Linked DNA regions of Mus musculus: region 2 is linked to region 1. A link is a contact called in public Hi-C data. All regions are on one chromosome and are shown on one strand. The core of a region is the stretch at or near the end of the contact, and the rest is flanking DNA. Distances in the headings are between cores, read along the strand shown. Region 1 has its middle 24 kb from the start of Gm34700. Region 2 overlaps Lnx2 (ligand of numb-protein X 2).

Region 1 (5,463 bases), core at 1,320-3,819:
GTGACATCATGTAAATATATGGACACGTTGTGTAGGCTCTGGGCGACATGCTTGCAGATAGTGTGGTCATGGACTAGACCGGCTTCTCTCCACACCTCCCCGTGCTCCAGCAGCCCAAGGGAAAGCCTGGGGCTGGGGCTGAGGCTGACTGTAACATGCCTTAAGTGGCTTATGCTAATAAATCCAACTCTCACGAAGTGCAAACAACGGATTGTTGTGCCGGCTATTAGATCTTTACTACTCTCTAAACTCTCCAATAAAGCAAGCGCTTTATTCCTTTCAAATAATATTCCGCCCATTGCTTCCTAAAGATTAACAATTGAAAGAGGTGTCAGCAGGCCTCACTCTTTAAATTAAGTATAATAGGCCTTTTATAGCACAGCATAAAGATATCAAAGGGGAAAAGCTGTAATCGAGAAAGGACCGCTAGGTCTCTCTTTATCTGTCACCATAGCTTCAGCCTGACATTTGCGAGCCAAGCACAAAAAAAAAAAAAAAAAAAAAAAAAAAAAGACCAGCAGACCCCAGGAAGCTGGAAACGTCTAGATTAGCTGTAGAGCTAATTGCAGGCAGGCACAGTAAAGCTATGATTTAATTAACTAATGGTGTTGTAAGCAGAAGGTGTGTGGGCCATTCTTCCCTGTGCTTTGTTTGAGCAGAAGCCTGGATATGCCCTAGACAGGCAAGGAGCATTTGCCTTGGTGTCCCCCTGCCCCTGGCTGTACTTCTGTCTGGGATGTTTCTATAGAGTGAGCAGTTTATCAGTTAATTTCTTTTATATGTATGGGTGTTTAACCTATATGTATGTCTCTGAGCTATTTGTGTGCCTGGTATCTGAGGAGACCAGACGAGGCCGTCAGATCCCCTGGAACTAGAGTTGTAGACAGTTGTGAGCTGCTGTGTGGGTGCCAGGACTCGAACCCGGGTCCTTTGGAATTGCAGCTGGCGCTCTAACCACTGTGCAATCTCACCAGTTCCTTCATTTGAGTAGTTCCAACTGAGTCTGTAAACACCTCCTCTTTGGTTGTTTGCTCTACTGCCCATGCGTGTTTTAAGAATGTAGATGTCTGGCTGGAGAGATGGCTCAGCAGTTAAGAGCACTGACTGCTCTCCTAGAGGTCCTGAGTTCAATTCCCAGCAACCACATGGTGGCTCACAACCATCTGTAATGGGATCCGATGCCCTCTTGTGACATCTCTGTAGAGAGCAACAGTGTACTGATACATAAAAAAAATTAAATAAATCCTTAAAAACACCACCACCACCACCAACAACAACAGAATGTAGATGCCGGTCCGCTGTGCAATCACATGTATGAGACATGCAATGCTGGTCTCGCATGGACTTCTCACTCTGCTACTGAAGGACTTGCGTCCCCATCCGTTCTGTCCGTATTTGCATGCCAGCTGGGCTGTCAACTCGACTCCTGGCAAAGGGGGCGTTCTGGGTCAGGAGTCTGTTGCCAGCTCTGAATTCTTTCCAAGGAAGGTTAAAATCCCTCTAGGGTATAATGCAGTCCCCCAAAGCCCTCTTAGCTTCTTTGGGGGCCCAAGGAGGACAAAGAATCTGGGGGAAGGGTGAAATCAGTGGATGGTTCTGGGGCTTAGGAATGGGGGTGGGGTGGGGTGGGTGGGGTGGAGTGGGGGCCTGAACCCATTCAGCCCCTGAGGGCAGTAGGTGACAGGGTTGTAGAAGGTCACTGCTATTAGAGAGGACTCTGGGAATGTCAAGCTGCTGCAATCACCCTCAGGAGGTCACTGCTGAGTTTGAGTCAGACTCTGTGGGATGAGAGGGTCCCTTTTAAGAGCCACTATTTAAATTTAAATTTTACTCTATGTCTTACCCAGAGCCACAGGATCTCAACCATGTGGACCCATGAAAGGAAACCACTTCTTTCTAACATAATAAAATACTGCTTTAACTGAGATACCATAAAACAGGACCACGTTGGCCGTCATCATGCATGCGGTTCGGCGGCATTGAGTCCCTTCTAGTCCTTGCGCAACCCCCACCATCTGCCTCCACGGCTTTTCATCATGCAGAACCGAAACTGGAGCAGATTTCATTAAACATTAACTTCCTCCACCCACCGCGGCCAGCTCCTGGCAGCCAACACCCCAGTCTTCCTTTCTAAGTCTGACCTCATGTATGTAACATCATACAGGAATTCTCTTCTCGGGTCTGGCTTATTTCATCAAGTCATTCAGAGTAGCCAAGTGTCCCCTGGCTTTAGCCACTCCGTCACATGTGCCAGGTTTTATTCCTTTTCAGTCTGAGTACTATTCCATTGGGTGCCGAGGCCGCGGTCTCCTCATGCTGGGGGACACATGGCTACTCTGAATGACTTGATGATGAACACAGGTGAACCAGAGACCTACTTGCAAGGAATACCTTCCAGGACCACCCTCTCCAGCTCCCCCCCCCCCCAGCCCCACTCTCCCAAGGATTTCTGAAACGGCAGGGTTCTTGGACACTATCCAAGATAGAGATGCTCTGTACAAGGACAGTCAATCGGATAACTGAGTTAGCTCCTAGGTAACTAGAAAACAGGTAGCATGTACCGTGTGGATACACTACACAAAAGCATGACCAACCCCGGGCTGGGAGGAGCGGAATGACAAAGGCCACTGTGCCACTTCTTGGAATGAGGCACTGTTTAGAACTTGTGAAATGCTCATTTCTGGATTTTTTTTTTTCCATTTAGTTTTCAACCCAACCACAGGCAGGTTGAAACTGTAGAAAGAGAATTATGGGTAAGAGCTTCCTCCAACTGCAAAGGAACTAGATGACTTTAAAGATTCCCCCAAGAGGTCCCAGCAAGTTGAGAATGGCTGAAGTTAATTGCTTTTGAGCACATATTATGCACCACTGACTACCTGATGGGCGTTTGCTCTGTGGCTCCTCACAGCTCGTGAAGTGGGACCCACCGCCATTCTTGGATTCAGAAATCAGACACAAGAGAGAGCCTCTGGAGCCACGGTCCAATTGTAGGTGGAGCTCAGGCCTCTGTCCCCAGCGCTATGCTATTCTGTCCGCCTCTCGCCATGGCTCCTGGCAGCACTTCCACTTCAAGGGAAAGGCCCTTGAAACACAGCTTAGAGACATCAGAATGCAATCTTCAATTTCACCCTGGAAAGAATTTTTTTTTTCCTGCACACCAAATATTTAGTAAGGAGGTTTAATAAATAAAGGTTGTTTATTTTATGTGATCATAGTTATTTTTATTTTAACTTGCAGCTTCATGGTTATTTTATAATAAGTTATCAGCCTGTGTGTTTCCTGAGGTTCAGTAATGCGGAAGCTGTTTCGTGGGACTAAGGCCGTGTGTTACCCGCGACAATACTGCCATCCTGTGGCGGGATGGAACACTGCAGCTTTGTTAACTATCCAATCCTGCAAGGGCAGGTGAAGAAAAGGTCAGGGTTGTATTCAAACGGGGATGGGGGTGGGGGTGGGGGTTGGGGTGGAGGGTGGGGGTGGGTGCCCTCTCCTGCTTGAGGCCACAGTCAGACCATGTCCTCAGTTTGTCAGAGTCCAGGACACACACAGTTCCTGTTCCCTTTGACTCTCGGAGACTCCTGCTCAGACGGGAGTTGTGGCGGGAGACTCAGGGCGCTGGTGGGAGGGTAATGGCAACCCCACCTGCAACCACAGGGACCAAGAATCCAAACGTGGTGTGCATCTCACCCTGTCCTTACTTTTAAGAGGTTTCTATTAACCAGAATTTTCCTTCCTTTCCTCTCTCATCATCCCCCCACGTCGCCTTCTCCCCTCCCAAAAAGGTTGGGGGAGTGTGTGTGGGCGGGGATGCATTGGGAAGTGACCAGATCAGACCTAATTGCCAGCAAACAAGCTCAGGTATATAGGAGCAGCTCTTGGGCAACGCCGAGGACAGAGAAGTCAGGTGGGGAACCCTGGATGTGTCAGGAATGAGCTGGCTTTTCGCCATATAAGGTCCTGGTTCAAGTGCTTGGTAGTTGTTCAACTCGGGGCTGGCGCCGTCCGGAACTCAGTTTTGGTGCCATCTGGGTAAGGGGGGGCTTGACAATTCGGGCAGGGCTGTAGAGAGGGGCTTTCTGGCCCACACCATGCTGGTCTTTGGTGATGGCTCGTGTTTGCTGTCAGTAAACCATGCATTATGGGCACCAGGAGGAGGGTGTTTGAATTAATTTAAATGTATGACTGTTTTGCCCGAACATATGTATGGGAACCATATGTATGTCTTGTGCCTGCAGAGGCCAGAACGACCATTGAATCCCCTAGAACTGGAGTTACAGATGGTTGTGAGCTGTCATGTGGGTGCCAGGAATTGAACTTGGGTCCTCTGCAGGAGAAACCAGTGCTCTTAACCACGGAGCCATCTCTGCAGCCCTGTGTAAATGTTCTAAAAGATGAGATCTTTTAGGTCACAGTAGTTACTGTCGGCTGGGCCAAGGTGACCTGGATATGTCTAGCTTGGATTCTGTGGAGGTCATGAACTCAGGGCAACTAGCTACACAGCCAGTGTTCTGTGACTGTGTCCCTCTACACAGCCTCTTTCCTTCCCTAGCACGCTGGGCAATCACACAAACATTCAATCTCCCTCTACCCGCTTTCTATTTTTCTTCTCCAGAGTCTTACTATGTAGCCTTGGCTGGTTTGGAAATTGCTATGGAAATCAGGCTGGCTTCAAACTCAGAGATCTGCTTACCTCTGCCTCCTGAGTGTTGAAGTGGTCTCTCTCTCTCTCTCTCTCTCTCTCTCTCTCTCTCTCTCTCTCTCTCTCTCTCTCTCTCTCTCTTATCGAGATAGGGTTTCTCTGTATAGCCCCGGCTGTCCTGGAACTCATTCTGTAGACCAGGCTGGCCTCAAACTCAGAAATCTGCCAGCCTCTGCCTCCCAAGTGCTGGGATTAAAGGCGTGCGCCACCACTGCCTGGCTCCTCTTCTCGTAAAGCCCTTCCCTTGGATGATTTCTCTGGCTGACTTCCCTTGCTTCTGCTTAGGTTCATTGCTCTGTGCTTCTTCCTGGATCATGTCAGGTTCCCTAATGGCCTCCCATGCAGAGGAGTCATCGGGACCAGAAGACTGTAAATGAAATGGGCACCAGAGTTCGAAACCTTTAAAAACCAGACACCCCCAGGGCTGGGGAGATGGCTCAGCGCTTAAGAGTATTTGCTGCTCTTGCAGAAGACCCCGGTTTGGTTCCCAGCACCTACTGCAGGTGACTCACAAATAACTCCATGTAACTCCAGTTCCAAGGGATCTGAGGTCCTCTTCTGGTCTCCACCGGCACCAGGAATACACACAGTGTGCAGACATAAGGCAAGCAAAGCACCCATATACATAAAAATAAAATAAATCAAATATTAAAAAGGAAAAAAGTAAGGTCCTTCAGTAGTTCACAGAAATCTTGAGAGCTGTGGACTTCAAAGGACACAGATTGAGGTTAGAGTCCACGGGACCTGGTTCCACCAGCTGGAAG
Region 2 (5,463 bases), core at 1,422-3,921, 380 kb before region 1:
TGTCAGTTCTTGCAATGTAGGAAGTAGGAATAGCACTTCTAAGAGAGACTGACGACAGTGTCCTGCTCATCGGGTGGGTTTCAGGTTTTTGTCACAGGTCTGAGTTATGAGTGAAGCAAGCCATAGATTGTTGGTGGTGTAAGTAGTGAGAGATCAGCAGAGAGGAAAGTTATTCTGGTGCTAGTTCCCCGAGGAACAGTGCTAAAATTTGGCAACATAATTTTTTAATGAGGTGCTAAATGGAAGTATAGTTTCAGTCACATGACTTGAAAAGTACCACAAAGTTTATATCTAAGTACTTAAAAGTTATAGTAGGGCTGGAAAGATGGTGAAGAGCACTGGCTCTTCTTCCAGAGGACCTAGGTTTGTTTCCCAGAACCCACCTGGCAGCTCACAGCCATCTGTAACTCCAGGTCCAGGGTGTCCGACACCCTCTTCTGGCCTCTGCAGGCACCAGGCACTCCCCAGGGACATAGACACACACGCAGGCAAACATCCACGAATGTAAAACAAACAAGCACAACTTTTAAAGTCCTTAAGGAGCTTTTTAAAGTTTTAAAATTATAATTTCTCTTTTTGCTGTATATTTTATAAGGCTTTATTTATCGTACTTTATTCTTTATAACTATATTCTGTTATTCCTTAACAAAAATATCCAACTCAAAAAGTAACCAAAATATCAGTTGCTCACCTGCAGTTTACACAGTGGCTAAAGTTTAAAAGACTGACAACATCGAATGTTGGCTAAGAATGTGAGCTTATCTTTGGAAATGTAAAACTCTCTGGGGACAGGTCTTATGACTGCTTAGGAGACTAAGCATATGCCCTGTGACTCAACCCTTCCACTTTGAAGTATTCACCCAAGAGAAAGGAAAATATAGGTTCATGGAAGCTCTTGTTCATAATCACCAAAAATGGAAACAGTCCAGTTGTGTTTCTGTAAGGAGCATATTGTCACGGGGAACTCCTAAGCGGCTGGAGGGAACACTGATATATGTCAGAAATAGGCGGATCTCAAACATTCGCAGAGCTGGGAATGCTGGGGGTGTGGTTAATCCCGGTCCTCTGAGTTCAAGTTCAACCTGGCCTGCGTATGAGTTCCAGGCTAGCCAAGGCTACTAAGTGTGACCCTGACTGAAAGAAAAATAACTCAAAAAAACACATGAACAAAAATCTTTGCTGAATAGAAGAACTACTGAAAAGAAAGAATATTCAGTGTTCATGATTACCTTCGAATGGCCACACTCACCTATAAAGAGACACCAGAGACTTCCAGGTTGCTGGAAAAGGTTTGGAAGCTGTGATTTGACAGGGAACTTAAATGACAGTAAAGCGTGGTTGTGGGTGACTCCCCCGGTGGACACATGGGAAACCTGGGGCAGCCTGTCTCAGAGCTCCAGTCAAGGCACCAGACCCTGGCTCCCTAGCTGCCACCTCAGTAACCTGTGCCACCCTCTCTGAAGGTTCAGATCAAGGTAGCTTGCTGTGTGTTGAAATTCCTCACGATAGGCTGTTTGGGAATATTACTGGGCCCATTTTCTCATGAAGGGTTTGTTATTTTCTACTCTTTGACTCTTTGCCTCGCTGATCTTTATCCTCAGCACGTGAACTTGTGCCTGTCTGAGGACTGTTGAGAATCTATCTCTCCTGCTAATTATATAACATTATCAGCTACCTGAGAAGGTGCATCACAGAGCAATGTCGCCTTTCCTTGGGCCGATCATAGTTCCCACCCTGAGGCCGTCAGCCATAGCCTACATCACGTGGCCTCTCCTCCTCTGTATCACCTCCTCCTGTGGCGTGGCTTTCTTTACTGACAGGGAGGAGGGCGAGAACTCTGGGAAGTTTCCCAATTTCAGGTCCCCCGGACATGGACTCAGGGATCAGACTGGCCAGGGTTTGAGTCACTTTCAGCCTGACCTTTAACCTCTCAGCCCTCTCTTCCTCTGTAAAATGATGGTGCTTCTCCAGAGGGCTTGTTCATGGCAGTGATAACATGAAGCGGTGCTTGTGGAGTAGTTGGTAATAGTGAGGGGTTCCTCACGTCACTGGAAGTGGGTTCTGAGTTGCTGGAGAAAGTAGAAAGATGAATGTTTTTAAATGAAAGTGTGTGTGGGGTGTGTGTGTGTGTGTGTGTGTGTGTGTGTGTGAGTGACTGTGCTCCTGGAACAGCACCTGGGAAGTCTCTAGTCTTCTCTGAGGATTTTGACCAGTAGGCTACCACAGAAAGAGTTCGGTATGGTGAAGCCTGGTATTTCAAGTGGTGCTTGGGAAGGAGCCTGGCTCGGTGTCCACTGTTCAACACCTTGCCTCCAGCCACAGTCCTCAGTTTCATTTTTACAGCCTTCTCTCTTCCGTGCTTCTGGGAAAGTTAACATTGGGCCCTGTTTTGGAAGTAACCAAGGTTTAACCCACTAAAGTTTCACGTGCTCCTTGCTACTGAGATTGGTTCAAGTTGTCTTAAACTTAAGACATGTCCCAAGCCAAACTGCAGAGTCAGCAAGCCATGATTCTGGGTATTTGCATATTGTGGAGGCTGAGCAAGGGGCTCTGTACTCTCCCAAAACTACTGCAGCAGCTGCCACCCACAGTTTGACCACACATGTACCCAACTCAGAGGAGGCAGGGCTGTCTGAGTCAGCCACACCTGTCCTATTGGCCACTTTTACTCAGTTTTCTGGCATATGAGGCGGAGTGAGAATCCTACACCCACTTAATCACCAGGCAGTCTGCCGTCTCCTGCATTGCTCAAGACTCCCTCACGCACTAACACTACTGTATGCCTCTGTTTCTCTGCCCAGATGCTCTGCTCCTCTAAGTGGTTAGTCTGGTGGCCAACATTATCCAGTGTTTGAACTATAGCTAGTACCAACTGGACTGTGACATAAACAGAGTAGTGTGGTGTTGGGGAGATGGCTCAGCAGGTAAGAGCACGTGTTTTTACAGAGGGCCTGGGTTCATCCAGGCTTCCATATAGTGGTTTATTACCATCCATAGCCCTGGTTTCAGGGTACCTAACAGGTACTCACATGATGCGCATACATACATGCAGGCAATACATTCATATACATAAGATTAAAAAATTAATAATTCTAGCTAGGTAGTGGTAGCGTACACCTTTAATCCCAGCACTTGGGAGGCACAGGCAGGTGAATCTCTATGAGTTCGAGGCCAGCCTGGTCTACAGAGTGAGTTCCAGAACAGCCAGGGCTGCACAGAGAAACCCTGTCTTAAACAAACAAACAAATCTATAAAAAATTTAAATAAATATTGGATTTCAGGGTCCAAGCATGAAGAAAGTATTATGATAGTTCAGTATTCGTTTTACATGGTGACTACATGGTAACTGATACTTTCGGATTTATTAGATTAAAGTATCGCTACATATTGTAGTGGATACCATCTGTTTCTCCTTAATGTGGCTACTGAAAAATTTAAGTTGTATGTGCCTCACATTATCTTTCTGTTGTGTCACTGACTAATTAAAGTCTCTGTACCAGACTAGTCTCTGTGAGGGCAGGGACTATTTGTTTAGCCAAAGTAACCCTATCTCTTAAGCTTGGTGCCCAGCCTGCAGCATATAATCAACAAATATTTGTTGAATGAGCTGTGAGTGTTCTGGTGGCTTAATCTCTGTACCTGCCATGTACCGTGCTAGTTAACTGATAGGAAGAAACAAGATAAAGTGGTTTTAAGAACATATTCCATGCTATGTGTTCTTCTTCCTGACGTTTCCATGGAAACAGTACCCAAAAGATTGCCAGGATTTCTGTAGTAGTCTTCAGATGGCATTTTCTCTATTTAACCAAATGCATGAAAGTTTAAATGTTTGGATAGGAGGTGTTTCTTGGGTTTGAAGTCCAAATTATAGCACTCTGCTTTGAAAAAAAAAAAAAGGTGTTAAATGCTCACATTCTCCCTATATTTATGGAAATTTTTCTATTAAAATAATTTTCATTGTTTTAATTTTATTGGCTTATGTTAATTATATAATAATTGGTTTTGTTATGATGTTTTATGTGTATATTTAACATATTTTGATGCTCTTCGAGCCCCTTAGCTTGTCACCCCATCCACACCCACACCGATTGGTCCCCTTCCCTGTCAGTTTTCCTCCTACTTGCATGTCTTCTGCTTGTTCGTGACCAATGGGCTTCCTGCAGGCTGCGTCCCTAAGCCCACGCTGGGATACTTACAGGGGCTTGAGCCCACTCTGATATCTGAGGCCCTGAAAATGTCTGACTGGCTCCCATTAACCACTGACTGCCCGTATGTCCTCAAAGAGGAGGGTAGGAACCTGTGAGCCCCCTTTCCCTCCATCCTGAAATATCGAGGGACCCAAGTGTGTAGGGCTTGTCAGATAATCATCACACTGCTGTGGGTTCAAGAGGACGGCACTCCTAGCATGCCCGGATACAGTGTTCCACACCACTCAGCCCTTCCTCGGCTCTTACAGCTTCCTGTAGTGTCCCTGAGGCATGGAGGTTTGGGTGGAAGTCCTGTTTAGAACCATGCTCTGTCCAGTCCGTGGGTTCATTCTGATCAGTTAGCTGTCTCTGCAGTCGCAGCCACCCATTGTAGCTTCTCTGACCCAGACCACAAGTACCACTGGTCTGATTTTTGGCTCTGCAGCGTCTCATCTTTCAGGCCCTTATGGCAGGTGGGTGCTCTTCCAGACCCGCTGCCACCTAGTTCTGAGGCTTCGGACAGAAACAGCTTACGACAGGAACTATGTTGGCTTATGATAGGCGACCCTTCATTTTTCACGGTCAGGGGACAGAGCAGTTTAGATTATGGCAGGCCCAGAGTGTGGCTGAGACTATTCATGTCACAACCAACCAGGAAGCAGAGAACACCCAAAACAAGGACTGCCTACTTCTATTTGATGACTTTATGGCTTCTAGTTTTTCTTTTATCACTGTTTGTAAATACACATTGCCAGTTGACCGTTATATAATTGAATGTTTGTTAGAAACACAAATTCAGATTGCTTTGAGAGTGCTAGGAGAGATCAAGGTCCTGGTTTGTAGCCATTTATGTGTATAACCTGGGGCCACTAACCTGAAAAGACCAGGCGAGAATCTAGATGCTGAGTGGCCGTAGATGATGGGTTTGTTTTAAATGAGGAAACACAGTCTTGCTTTAGGTCTCTGTGGGCAAAGCCTAGGGAGAAAGCCCTAAGCCCGGTTAAAACCTTTCTTTTCAGTCCCTATTGTAGCTCAAAAACTTTGTGCCTCGAGGCAAGTACAAGGGAATGTTTTTAAGAAGATTTTGGAGAAACCGATCCGATTTGAGCTGCTACCCAGCTTTATGCTCATTCAGATTGGTTTTGCTGTCTGACTGCAGAAACCGCTGTTGAATTTTGTGGTTGTCAAAGGGGCCAGAGATAGCTCAACGGTTAAGAGCACTGTCTCCTCTTGACAGAGGACCCAGATTTAATTCCCAGCATCCACATGGTGTCAG

Evidence for each region. A called contact is a pair of places that touch in the nucleus more often than the background predicts.
Region 2: a Hi-C map of liver shows a contact between it and region 1, with 4 times the contacts expected there. The contact joins two enhancer-like sites. A contact is called at or near these places in 1 of 484 Hi-C or Micro-C datasets (liver), 3 of 115 datasets of contacts at active chromatin or transcription factors (the 230-238 cell line, acute myeloid leukemia and large pre-B cells) and 1 of 9 other capture datasets (embryonic stem cells).

What each region holds. Positions count from the first base shown.
Region 1 is chr5:146,673,272-146,678,734 of GRCm38.p6, reverse strand. No RefSeq gene overlaps it. Among named protein-coding and RNA genes, the nearest start is that of Gm34700, 24 kb to the left of the region's middle. Within about 2 kb of position 2,569, at least 117 of the 459 cell types and tissues checked have an H3K27ac peak or open chromatin away from gene starts, as enhancers often do. A contact at or near this core is called in liver, where this site is marked.
Region 2 is chr5:147,053,194-147,058,656 of GRCm38.p6, reverse strand. The region is part of intron 1 of Lnx2 (ligand of numb-protein X 2); the gene reads left to right. Among named protein-coding and RNA genes, the nearest start is that of Lnx2, 21 kb to the left of the region's middle. Within about 2 kb of position 2,671, at least 30 of the 459 cell types and tissues checked have an H3K27ac peak or open chromatin away from gene starts, as enhancers often do. A contact at or near this core is called in liver, where this site is marked.